Regions from separate parts of the Sus scrofa genome. Here region 1 is linked to region 2. The links are chromatin contacts, called in public Hi-C maps. All regions are on one chromosome and are shown on one strand. The core of a region is the stretch at or near the end of the contact, and the rest is flanking DNA. Distances in the headings are between cores, read along the strand shown.

Evidence for each region. Hi-C and Micro-C count contacts between places; a contact is called where the count stands out from the background.
Region 1: a Hi-C map of retroperitoneal adipose tissue shows a contact between it and region 2, with 2.9 times the contacts expected there. The contact joins two enhancer-like sites. A contact is called at or near these places in 15 of 47 Hi-C or Micro-C datasets (alveolar macrophages, embryonic fibroblasts, fetal skeletal muscle and 9 more) and 2 of 2 datasets of contacts at active chromatin or transcription factors (alveolar macrophages and skeletal muscle).

The regions. Positions count from the first base shown.
Region 1 is chr11:16,704,417-16,710,792 of Sscrofa11.1, reverse strand. No RefSeq gene overlaps it. Among named protein-coding and RNA genes, the nearest start is that of FAM124A, 50 kb to the right of the region's middle. Within about 2 kb of position 4,137, at least 33 of the 83 cell types and tissues checked have an H3K27ac peak or open chromatin away from gene starts, as enhancers often do. A contact at or near this core is called in retroperitoneal adipose tissue, where this site is marked.
Region 2 is chr11:16,578,558-16,585,944 of Sscrofa11.1, reverse strand. All of the region lies in intron 3 of FAM124A (protein FAM124A), which reads left to right. Among named protein-coding and RNA genes, the nearest start is that of FAM124A, 76 kb to the left of the region's middle. Within about 2 kb of position 3,449, at least 18 of the 83 cell types and tissues checked have an H3K27ac peak or open chromatin away from gene starts, as enhancers often do. A contact at or near this core is called in retroperitoneal adipose tissue, where this site is marked.

The DNA.
Region 1 (6,376 bases), core at 2,888-5,387, 120 kb before region 2:
TTTCAAAACCCTCTTCTTACGTGATCCTCACCCATCTTGTATCCATCAGTTCAGTGTCATCTACAGTCAGGCCAGGGGGAGGGGCTGTGCCACTGAGACAGCGGGCACCGAGGAGGGTTTGTTCTGAGGCCTGTGTGTTCACTGCTGTATCTCCCTCACTAATCAGTTCTCTTTGCTCATCCCCAGGGCGTGAGCCGGTCAAAGCCACCTGAGGTGAATGACAAGTCAGCACAGCAGACAATCCAGAAATGAGACTCCCTCTCTCCCCACCCCCACCTGCCCTCCTCCCACCCACTGTGCACACTCACGTGTTATGTGTCAGTCAGCCTGGGCTGGTTTTGCTGCAGTAATAAATAATCCCCCAAACTCCGGTTGGCTCGTTTCACAAATTTTGCTCTCAACCACAAGGCAGATCCATCAAGGGTTAGCCACGGGTTCTGCTCTTCTGTGTCCAGAGGACTCAGGCTGACAGATGCTCCATCCAAACAAGTTTCCCATGGCGAAAGGCACATCATTCCTAACCCTTCCCAGAGCAAGTTACATGCTTCCTTTATGCTTTCACTTCATGGACCGAAGCAAATTGCATGGCCTTTCCCAGCTTCCAAGCACCTGGGAAGTACAGTCCTAGCATGGTCCGGAGGAGAGCTGGACCACCTGTGCATCCTAATGCTTTGTTCATACCTCCTGCCTCCTCTTTCAGTACAATGAGAAAAAGAACCAATTCCCCTACCTACTTGAATCTGTTTCCATCCCCTAACTCAGCACCCAGCACATAGAAAGTAGTTGCTACAGATGGATGAACCTGTCTCACACAATGAGGAAGCAAATCAGGATTCAGGGGTTGCAGGCTTGTGTTATATTGCTGGTTGTCATCGGTGATACCACTGTCACTTCTTAGAGGATCTTCCTTTCCCAGAATCCCATTCCTTGTATGGATTTAGCTTAGTTTCCCAGTGGAATGGAGCTTTGGAAGGTGGAAGTAAAGACAGGTAGTCATGCTCAGGAGGCCCCGGGGCCAGAGCAGACACAAGTTTCACCATCATTTCTGGGCTTCTTGGCAAGGACCAGATTTGGTGGGAGGTTATCCAGAGATTTTGGGGAATTATACCAGTTTCTTACCAAACTTTAGAGAAGCCCTCACTTAAGGGTTTCGGTCTGCCCTTCCAGCTCTTTCCATGAACCCCCACCGCCACCCCGCAACGTCTTTCCTTCTCCCAATAACTTCTCACTTCCGGTAAACCCTCATTCCTATCTGAAACCTTCTGTGGCTGCGCAGAAGGTCTTAACAGGGCCTTCCTTTTGCCTAAGAGGTAAATGAGAGTTTTGCCTTTTAATCCTCCTCCAAAGAAACTTGTAACTTTTGCTCTGCAGGAAATCCTCTATGTAAGATTAGCAATTTTTTTTTCCTTCCTCGACTCTTAGCTGGAAAAGGGGACCAGAGAGACTCTGAAGAGGGCCCGCTAGCAGCCTGCCTGCCTCTCCCCCCAGTGACGGCCTCTCTCCGGGGCAGAGGTACCCGTCTTCTCTGTGACAAGTACATTAGGAACAGGTGTAGCTAGAGGCAGGCAGTCTTTCAAGGTTTGCAAGAAGATGGGCAAACGTGCCAGGGGCCTGAACATCCTGACTTATAATTGAATTATCTTATTAAATTCTCTGCTCCCAGGCCTGCCCCTTCTAGCAAAGCATGTTATTTTCCTCTTTTTAGAATCAGAGTAAAACTGCTACTGTGCATTAAATATTTGATGCCTGCTTGAATGGAGGTTCCCAGGGCAGAGGCTGCACTGTTCAAGAATGCATATTTCATCTCTAAGCCCTCGAAACTCCCTTTGAGTGGAAAATGGCTGGCTGGTCAACGCTGAAACCCGTAGGTCTGATGGAGAGCTGCCTCACACCCCTGCCACAGTGCTGGGTGGATTAAGCGATTACTGGAAGTGAATATTGAAAAATGTCCAGATTCAGCAGGATTCTCGGTTGCATGTGTGGAACCAGTCAGGTCACCTCAGTGGCAGGCACTGAACTCCACCCCTTTACCACCCTCACCCCCCCAACAATATACAGACTTTGGGCTTATTTTTTCAATCAATCAACAAATATTTACCAGAGGCTATTCCATATTCATCACTGACCTAAGCTCCATGGGGATTTTCCTGTGGCTACCTCTTCTCTGTCTCCCTCATAGTTTCCGCTTCCTCTGTTGGTCATTATAAATACAACCACAGCACAATTAGTTAAGATTTACTGAGCTCTTAAAACGTGGTGATTGTCATCTCTCTCATTTGGCTGAGCATGCACGTCTTAAAAGTTCCACCAGAGGGCAGCACGTGCACACACTTACCCACAGTTCTGGGCAGTGGGGCCAGCAAAGCAAGGATAATCCATGATGCTGTCATCAGGCTGAGCACAAACTGGAGGGAAAGGAAACCTGTCCAAGTTAGTGTGTCCAAATTTCATGTCTGTGCCTGTGTGTATATGCGTGTGAATGGATGGAACTACATGTGTATATTTACGTCTTGTAACTTGCAGCAAATGTGTGGTCACTCTTGAGCACCTACCACATGCTACAAATTGTGCTTGTTGCTTTAATTTTTTTCTTTTAATAAGGAATGATTTGTAACTAGTCCCTTACGTGAAGACCAATGCCAATGAAATGCATTTGTCGTAACACATAAATAAGCATTTCCCTCTCATCATGTTGATCCCCATTGAGTTGGCTTATTAAGCATCTTTTCTGTTAACAATAACATTAGAAAAAAAGCAATTGCATTCTGGAAAAAAAAAAACCACAAAACCCTACTTTAGCGATCTGGTGGTGACAAAGGAATGAGGAGAATATTCAAATTATTTATTGAAGTTAGGACATTTCTGAATTGAGCTACAATTTTTAAAAGCATCAGCTTCTGTTTTGTTCCGCTTTTTACATTGTCCACATGCACCCAACGGGTCTGTGATGCTTTATTTGCAAACAGCAATGTATTTGCATAGGGAGGGTGTTGTGCAAAAAGAAAGCCCTTCTCAAGGTCTAAAATAGAGACTTGCGAGAGTGTTGACTTCATTATCCTGGCTTGGAAAGTGGCCTCCAGGGGACCGAGGGCCACGGGGGACAGGAGAGGATTGCCAAGCGGTTCTGGCCCAAGCCTGGGATTGGCGGTTGCTGGGTTTGGGATGGACAAAGACCAAGGCCGGACATAACCAATATGACAAATGACTCCAGGAGGTGTGGAGGGCTGAGCTTTCTGCGGGATGTAACAAGACGGGGGCGGGGGGACGGGGAGGAGTGGGAGGGAAACTGTGGATGCCTCGTGAAGCAATAACAACCTCCAGCTACAGAGTTCTAACCACACGCCAGGAATCGCTCTGGGCAATGCACTGACTCAGTCGATCCTAACAGCAGCGATGAGGTGGATCTAAGCTAAGCTCCTTAAAATGCCGTTTAGCGGCTCTAAGATTTGGCCTCCACCTGCTTTTCCAGCCCAGTTGCTCAGGCAGGAAACCACCCATCTTCGGTCCAGCCTCGGCCCCCAGGGCAGTGAGAACCCGGGAAGCGATGGGGAGCAGGGCGGGAGGGAAGCAGAGTTCAGCACCGGACCCACCCTGTCCACAAGAACGAGGGAGCAGGCCCTGATGCGGCCCCAAAAAGGGAGGAGGAGTGAGGCGCTGCCGGCCCCGCCCACCTCCTGCCTCCTCGGTTCAAAGTTCGCCCGCCCCACCCCTCCGGGCCCTGGGATGCCGGATGCCGGTACCACGCGGGGACTGGTCCGGGGTTGGAGGAGGCGGGACCGCGGTTGTCCTGAGGGTAGCTGCTCCTCCTCGGGTTGCCCCAGCGACTAAAGCTGAAAGCAGCAGGGAGGAGGGGTGTCTCAGCATCCGTAGCCCCCAGCCGCCTCTGCCTCCTCACTTGCAAACCTCCAAGCCCTCCTTCCTGGAACCCTGCCCCTCTGCTTTGCAAGGTTCCTGCCCCTCTGCTTTTTGCAAGGGCCGGAGGGGCGTCCGCCTACATCTCCCTCCCCGGCTGAGTCCCGGTGGTTCACTTCCTCTCACTGCTTTCATTCTATAGCACTCCCCCTCTCTGTCCCTCTGAATCTCACCAAAGCATAGGACGGACTTGCACATTTAAAACAGGGGGGCTGGTTTCGGGGACGGAAGAGGCAAGAAGGCACGCACGTGACTCGGGCAAACCACAGATGCTCACTTAGGGAGCCGCCTCCACTCCTGGGGGCGGAGGGGGAGGGGCTGGGGAGGCCTGTGTTCAGTGAGCCAGGGTCTGGGTCACTGGGAGGAGCCCCGCTGCCCACCCCCGCCCCCCAGCCTGCAGGGTCAGCACCCACCCTGCAACCCGCTCATCGTCGGGCACTTTCCTCTATTTCCTGTGACCCTCCCAACCACCCTAGGGTGCTTTGTTTTCCTTCCACTGATGGGGAGACATAGCTAACACCCCACCCCACTCCCCAATCAGAAGCGAGGTGAACCCAGATCAGTTCGGATCCAGAACCCAAGCGGATGTGTGCTCCAGAGAACCCAGCTGCTCCTCACGCATCCTTGTCTTCCTGGACCCAGCATCCTGGGCTCTGTGACGAGTTTTTGAACTAATCAGTTCCTGAGTCTTGGGCCCCGGGATCGAGGGATGTGGGCAGGTCTCTAACTAAGAGCTGGCAAAAGAGGGGAAAGGCTGCTTCCCAGGAGGGCCACCTACTGCAGAAGCTGCTGATTATAGAGGTGGTTCCAGGGCCTCACCCTCGGGGATCTCACGCCCCCCCCCCCCAAACGAGCCTGAGGCATCCTGGAGTCAGTCCCCACTAAGGAAGAGGACCAACCAGACAGTAAAGGGCACCCGGAGGCAGACCTCCTCCCAGACCTTGGGGGAGAGACGGTCCTGTCAGGGGGGGTGTGAGGCCAGGAGGGTGACTACGCGGACCGGGCCTGCTGTCACCCAGAAAACACAAAACCAGCGCCCAGCATGCTCTGCGCGGGGAGACAGTGGTGAGCAGACGGTGTGGTCCAGCGCCTTGCTGCCCCACTCTTCCTTTGAGGGCTGCCTGGTGGGGCACATCTTGCACACCTGGGTGTGTGTTAAAAGCATCTGTTTGTTAAACAGAAACACGTAAAATGCACCCTGATTTGTTCGCTCATTTTGGAATTCCTAAGTTGTTTCTGTAGCAGGTGTTTCAAAAGCAGAGGTGGCCTCTTCCTCCTTAGCGGACACTCAGAGCCCCTAATAAGTGGGCATCTGCAGAAGCAAGAGCTCGGAGACCCCACCGCCATCTCGGCCAACACCCTGACGTGCATCAAAGGGAGTTCCCACCCCTACATCATGAGCAAACCAAGCCTCTTGTGTCCCCTCAAACAAAGAAAATTGCCCCCTTACCAGGGGCTCCGGGCCCTCCTTCCAGGCTGTGCACCTTCGTTCCTTTTAAAGGGATCCGGGAACGCAGAAGAAGCACTTAGAGTAAATGGAACTAAGCAAATGGAAGCAAACGGCACTTGAGAGCGCTTTGCGTTTGCGGAGCCCTCGGCCCCCTGCGATTTCCTTAACCGCCCCGGGCGGCGGATCGTGCGGCTGCTCGGACTTGCGGCGGGGAGGGGTCCTCACCATCCTTGGCCACCTCCACCTCCCGGGCCTGGGGCTCAGCCTGTCGCTCCTCTTGCAAAGGCTGAGCCTCTAATCTAGGTCAGGTTCCCCCCCAGACGCCATCCCCGCCTGGTGCGGAGACGGCAAACTGTGCTGCGGAAGGACGCGCGGCTTAGGGTGCCTGTGACAAGCACCGCGGAGCGAGCCTGCGGGGGGGCCAGCGGGGAACAATGGTAAAGGCTTCTGCAGGCGGTGGTGAACGTCCCCCCAGGGGAGGTGACATTTAAGCTGAGAGCTATAAACTGAAAGGGAAGCAGGCCTGCCGAGAGCCGGAGACTCACAAATGGACAACACGCTGCGTGGATGCACCCGGGCCTGGCTTGGGCGCGCATGACCCCCGCGGGGCCAGATCTGTGGTGTCTGAGGAGGACGAGAAGCTCTCCCTCCTCCACGTGGCGGGGCTTCCGGCTTATCCACGGGAATCCACTCCCCCGGGGAAAGACCTGCCTCAGGAAATGCGAGTAAAACCCTTTCACTGCCAAGGGCACAAACCCCCTTAGACCCCTGGCATCAGGGCCCCTGATGCTCGGGCCAGACCAGCCCTAACTTTCCCGGCTGGCACGGCCACGCTGTAGCTGCCCAAGGCTGAGGTCCCTGGGTTTCTGGAATCTTCCAGGTTCCTCTGCAGGCTCACTGCTCCTGACTCCCTTTACTCTGCAGAGGCATCCTCCACGCCACACAGAGAAAGCCTTTCTTCCTTCCCTTGACAAAGCACCTTCTGAGGGCCCGCTCCTGCGCCACACACCCACA
Region 2 (7,387 bases), core at 2,200-4,699:
CATCGCAATACTGTAAATCAACTATACTTCAGCATCTCTAAATGAAAAAAGAGACACATGCCTCTGAATGTTCAATGCAGCACTATTTACAGTAGCCTTGACATGGAAGCAACCTAAATATCCATCAAAAGAAGACTGAATAAAGATGTGGCACATATATAAACAACAGAGTATTCCTCGGCCATAGAAAAGAATGAAATAATGGCCATGTACACCAACATGGGTGGACCTAGAAATGATCATACTAAGTGAAGTAAGTCAGAGAAAGACCAGTAGCCTATGAGATCACTAATATGTAGACGCTAATACAATTAACACAAAAAGAGTTCCTATTGTGGTTCAGTGGGTTAAGGACCCAATATTGTCTCCATGAAGATGCAGGTTTGATCCCTGGCCTCGCTCAGTGGGTTAGGATCCAGCATTGCTACAAGGTGTGGCATAGGTCACAGATGCAGCTCCCATCTGGTGTCGCCCTGGCTGTGGCACAGGCCTTAGCTGCAGCTCCCATTCGACCCCTCGCCTGGGAACTCTGTATGCCACAGGTGTGGCCACAAAAAGAAAAAAAAAATCATACAAAAGAACTTCTAAAATAGAATCAGACTCAAGAGATTTTGAAAACAAATTTATGGTTACCAAAGGGGAAATGGGATAAAATAGGGGGCTGGGATTGACATACACACACTCCTATATATAAAATAGACAGATAAACAGGACCTACCATACAGCACAAGAAAATCTGCTCGATACTGTGTAATAACCTATACAGGAAAAGAATCTGAAAAGAAATGAATATATGTACTGTGCAACTAATTTACTTTGCTGTATACCTGAAACTAACACAACTTTGTAAGTCACATATCCTGCAATAAAATTTTTAAAAGAAGAAAGAAAACAAGTAGGTAAGGATTACACAACATGTTACTGACCAACAAAATGGGTCAAAGAAGAAACCAAAAGATAAATTAAAAAATACCTTGAGAGAAATGAAAATAGCCCTTGAGAGAAATGACAATGAAAATACAACATACCAAACTTATGGAACAGCGTAAAATAAGTTCTAAAAGGGAAGTTCTTCGCAATAAATGCCCACATCCAGAAATGAGATAGATCTCAAATAAATGGCCTAATGTCACACCCCAAGCAGCCAGGAAAAGAACAATGAAGCCCAAATTTAGTGGAAGAAAGGGGATAAAGATCAGGGCAGAAATAAATAGAGACGGAAAAAGAGTAAAAAGATGAACAAAACTAGGAGCTGGTTCTTTGAAAAGATAAAATTGGTAACTGTTTAGCTAGACCCACCAAGAAAAAAGAGAGGACTCAAAATCAGAAATAAAAGAGGGAACATTAAAATGGACACAACAGAAATAGGATCATAAGACACAGCCATGAGCAGTTATATGCAAGCAATTTGGACAACCTCAAATGAGTAGATACATTAGAAATGTACACCCTTCCAAGACTGACTCATGAAGACACAGTATTGAAGAAGCAAATCTGAACAAACTGATTAATACCAAGGAAACTGAACAAGTAATCAGCCTCCCAACCAACCAAAGGCCAGAACCAAATGGCTTCAATTGGTGAATTTAAAGGAAATTAAAGAAAAATTAAACCCAATCCTCCTCAAACTCTTCCAAAACAAAACAAAAACAAAACAGAAGAGGAGGGAACACTTCCAAGTTTATTTTACAAAGCCAGCATTACTCTGATATCAAAACCAAACAAGGATGCCACATGAAAATGACAGGTCAATATCCCTGTTGAACATAGATGCAGAAATCCTCAATGAAATATAGCAAGTGATTTCTGTGATACAGTAAAAAGATCGGGAGTTCCTGTCGTGGCGCAGTGGTTAACGAATCCGACTAGGAACCATGAGGTTGCGGGTTCGGTCCCTGCCCTTGCTCAGTGGGTTAATGATCCGGTGTTGCCGTGAGCTGTGGTGTAGGTTGCAGACGCTGCTCGGATCCCGTGTTGCTGTGGCTCTGGCGTAGGCTGGCAGCTACAGCTCCGATTCGACCCCTAGCCTGGGAACCTCCATATGCCCCAGGAGCGGCCCAAGAAATGGCAAAAAGACAAAAAAAAAAAAAAAAAAAAAAGGATCATACATGTTCTAGTGGAATTTATTCCAGGGATGCATGCCCAGTTAAGCACCTACAAATCAGGCAATATGATAGTACATTAGCAAAATGAAGGCTAAAAATCATATGATCATCTCAATATTTGCAGAAAAAGCATGTGACCAAGTTCAACATTTATGACAAGGCTTTTCAACAGACTGGGAAATCATGGAATGTACTTCAACATGAAAAAATGCAGCTCCCATTCGACCCCTAGCCTGGGAACCTCCATATGCCGCATGAGCAGCCCAAGAAATGGGGGGAAAAAAAAAGTCTTCTGAAATTGAAAAGAAAGAAGGAACGCTGTTATTGTTTGTAGGTGAAATGATAGTATATACAGAAAACAAATGAAACTTAAAACTAATAAATTCAATAAAGTGCAGGATACAAAATCAGCATATAAAATTTTGTTTTGTTTCTATATTCTAATAAACTATCTGAAAGAGAAATTAAGAGAACAGTCACATTTACAATTGCATCAAGAGTACAGTACCTGGGAATAAATTTAACTGAGCAGGTGAAAGACCTATGCAGTGAAAACTAAGACCTCAATGAAAGAAATGGATGAACACAAATGAATTGAAAGGTATTCCACGCTCATGGACTGGAAGAATCAATACTATCAGAAAGTCCGTATTACCCAAAGCAACCCCAGATTCATTACAATCTCTATCAAAATCCCAATGGTAGTTTTCACAGATACACAACACTAAATTTTGTTGGAACCACAAAAGACCGTGAAATAGCCAAAGCAACTTTAGAAGTTGGAAGCATCATGCCTCCTAATTTCAAACTATCATTACAAAGCTATAGTGATTAAAACAGTGTGGTGTTGGCATAAAAAGAGTCACACTGATCAATGGAACAGAACGTGGAGCCCAGTATATGGTCAATTAACCTATGACAAAGGAGCCAAATATATATAATGGGGAAAGGACAGTCTTGGCAATGAATGGCATGGGAAAACAGACCACTTTTACACCATATACAGTAGTGAACTCAAAATGGGCGAGCTCCTTGGACTGAAACACCATAAACCTCTTGGAAGAAAACACAGCAGCCAGCTCCTGGAGATCAGTCTTGATGATAATAATTTGGATGTGACACCGAAAGCAAAGGCAACGAAAGCAAAAAACAAACAAGTGTGGCCTCATCGAACTAAAAAGCACAGCAAAAGGAAACCAGCAACAAAGTGCAAAGTCAGCCTACCTAATTCTTATTGGGCCCTGGGTTAAAAGGTCTTTACTGGCTCATTGCACAGCAATGCCACACTGGTTCTGTTTCTGCCAAGGACAGACTAAGTGGAAATGACCTTTCTCAGAAAGAGGTGGGGTAAGGGTGGGAGAATTCCCTGACGGTGATCGACCCATGATGTATATATGTACACCCAGGGCCCCTGGGTCAGGGACAGAATCACCCTTCTTAAAGATTCTGTCCACCGTCTATAGACAGCCAGATCCTTGAAACAGACCGCTTACTTCTTCCATTGCAAACTGCCTGTGCTCAAAGCTCATGGGTCACTTCCTGCATTTCAGCTTTGTGGTGATTTCAGGCCCATAATCAGACCTCCCTGGCCGGTTGCCTTTGGCACATTCGCTGATGTAATGCTCCTCTGTTCCTTAGAGAAAGCTCCATAAATAGCAAAGAGGGAACTCCAGGATGCCAGTGACTCAGCCAGCCTGCACTCCTTCAGTGAGAAGCCATCCCTGTGGGACACTGCTGCTGTCACACGGAGAAGCTCCAGAGGGCAGCCCTGAGAGCCAAAAGTGGGGGCAGGGGGCTTCTATGGGGGAGCGAGGCACAGGGTTTTGCTTTACTCTGGAAAAGAGCTTCTTGAAAGCATCAATGTGATGGTTCATTCTCAGCTTCTGCTGTTCTTTGTCCGGTCAGATAGGGAGGTAAGAGAGGCCAGAATAGAGTGACCGCCAAGGGAAGGGCACAGAAAGAAGGATCATCCTTGGCATATATGAGTTGTCATTAGACAGACAAGACCCTGCTTTGAGATGCTGACTTCTCTGCCTCAGGGCAGGGCTGGAGAAGACCACCGGATCTGCTGCAGGCACGTCCCACATGCGCATTAGCCTGAGCCCACCACGGGCTGGGGGAGAGCCTCCAAAGCTACCTGCTCCAGCTCCCCACCCCTGCATCCTTACCAGCCGACGCTATGCCAGCTAGAACTGCACTCACGCAGCAGGCACTTCCACAGTGCCATGGGCATCCCTCCAGTGAAAAACACTGGGTACCACCTCTCTTCCAAGCAGATTTTAGGGTTTATCTGGACTCCTGCCTTCATGATGCAGTAAAAATAAAACAGCACAGATAGGTTTCTGTTAAATAAGCACAGTGAAGAAAATCTCTACCAAACCACCAGGTATTCGTCCCCTGCCAGTAGTTCCTGAATTGAAGTCAAAATTAATGCTGCTCTGTCTCCGACAGTGGAAAGATTCACATGTCTCCAAGCAGCGCCTCGTGTGGGAACCTTGGCCTTTTGGTTCTCAGGGAGCAGTATTCACAGAGGCTTCCTTTTTCAGGCAGCTTCAGACAGCAGACATGCTCATCTAGAGTGTGCTCCTTGAATAACACTCTGAAGATTCAAGTTTCAGGTGCAGACTTAGCAAGTAAGAAAATGACATCGGAGGAGTTCCCATTGTGGCTCAGTTGGTTAAGAAGCCCACTAGAATCCATAAAGATTGGGATTCAATCCCTGGCTTCGCTCAGTGGATTAAGGATCCAGCATTGCTGTGAGCTGTGGTGTAGGTCAAAGATGCAGCTCGGATCTGCTGTGGCTGTGGCACAGGCCAGCAGCTGCAGCTCCCATTTGATTTCTAGCCTAGGAACCTCCATATGCCGAGGGTGTGGCCCTGAAAAGACAAGGAAAAAAAAAAAAGAAAGAAAGAAAGATGGAAAAATGACATTGGGGCACTCAGGGGAAGCTGCCTTTGGGAAAAATAAGTCAGGCATTTTACTTGATAAACATTCTCCGCCCCCACCCACCACTGGAAGCAGCCTCCTTCCCTGAGAACTTCCTTCTCTACAGAGCCTCGTTCATGACTTCTTTTCTCTTATATTTAACCAAACTCAAACAATGGAGAAAACTAGTTTGTCTTTTCAATAGCTGCCCAGCTGTAACACCTCCCAGGCACACGTGGGCGGCTCCTTACCCATCCTCAAGCTGTGACTCTTCATTCAGGCTACACTCCTGTTATGTGTCGGGTACTGGGCAGGGCACGTGATGAGCAAAATCGCCCTCGTGAAGTACAGAGCCTTGCAAGGAAAAGGGTCACTAACCAGAGCAGAACATCACAGAATCAGACCAGCTGGGTTGGGCGTCCAGGGGACGCTGGACCACAGAGCAGCAAGCCCTGATGAGGAACCAGCATCCTCACCATATTCAGCATGTCCCCCAGGCACATAAAATGCACACGGAACGGCCTTTGTAGACTGTGATCTTTAGGAGAACCACACCTTACCCAGTTGCAACCTGTACTAAAAGCACTTTGCATCATTTTCCTTAAGGACTTGTAAATTAGATCATCAGAAATTTCTATCATTGCTTCGCCTTCAGCTCCATAAGCCACTCTTGGCAGAAAAGCTTCAGAACTTGAGTAGGTTGTACACAGCCTGATGGGCAGGAAAAGAATCAACAGGTCATGGGGACACCCACACACACACAAACACCCCCCCACACAGAGAATTAGAGACTGAGGATTAAGAAAAGGACCAGGAACCCTTCCAGACTTCAGATAATACTACAAAACTAAAATAATCAAAACAGCATGGTATTGGCACAAAAACAGATATACAGATCAATGGACCAGAATAGAGAGCCCAGAAATAAAGCCACACCCCTACAGTCAGTTAATCTTCAACAAAGGAGGCAAGACCAAGTGGTGTTGGGAAGGCTGGACAGCTGCATGTCAATCAGTGAAGTTAGCATACACCCTCACACCATATACAAAAGTAAATTCAAAATGACTGCAAGACTTAGATAGGAGACATGCCATCATAAAACTCCTAGAAGAGAACATAGGCAAGACATTCTCTGATATAAATCACAGTCACATTTTCTTAGGTTATTCTCTCAAGGCAAAAAAAATAAAATCAAAAATAAACAAATGGGACCTATCAAACTTAAAAGCTTTTGCACAGCAAAGGAAACCATTAACAAAAGCAAAAGACAGCCTACAGACTGGGAGAAAATATCTGTGAATGATGCGACTGACAAGGGCTTAATTTCCAAGAGGTACAAGCAACTCATAGAGCTCAATATCTAACAAACAACCCGCCCAATGAAAAAATGGGAAGAAGCCCTATGCAGACATTTCTCCTGACATAGAGATGGCCAACAGGCACATGAAAAGATGCTCAACATCCTTCATTATTAGAGAAAGGCAAATCAAAACTGCATTGAAGTATCACCTCACACTAGTCAGAATGACCATTAAAAACTTACAAGTAATAAACGCCGGAGAGGGTGTAGAGGAAGCAGAACCTCCTACATCCTTGGTAGGTTGATACGGCCACTATGGAGACCAGTATGGAGGCTCCATTTAAAACTAGAGTTACCATATGATCCAGCATTCCCACTCCTGGGCATAAATCCAGAAAAGATGAAAACTAATTCAAAAAGATACATGAACTCCCAATGTTTCTAGCAGCACTGTTTACAAAGCCAAGACACAGAAACAACCTAAATGACCACTGACTGATGAATGTATATAGAAGATGTGGTACACAATGGAATACTACTCAGCCATAAAAAGGAATGAAATAATGTCTTTATGGCAACATGAATGGACCTAGAGATTATCCTATGATGTGAGGCCAAACAGAGAAAAATATTATATCACTTACATGTGGAATCTAAAAAAACTAATACAGGTAAACTTATCTGCAAAACCAAAACAGACTCACAGAGATAGAAAACAAATGTATGGTTACCAAAGGGGAAAGGCAAGAATGAGGGAATAAATTTGGAATTTAGGAGGAACATATTTACACTACCCTGTATTAAATAGGTAAACAGTAAGGACCTACTCTACGGCACAGTGAACTATATTCTGTATCTTACAGTAACCTATTATGGAAAGAATCTGAAAAAGAATGTGTGTGTACATATGTATTTATGTGTGTGTGTTTGCTATATACCTCAAACTAATACAACATTATAAATCAACTCTGCTTTTATTTTTAAAATTTAAAAGAGCATCAGGAAGTTTGGATAGGGAATCTACAGAAAATCCGGAATATTTAAATCGATTGGTAAG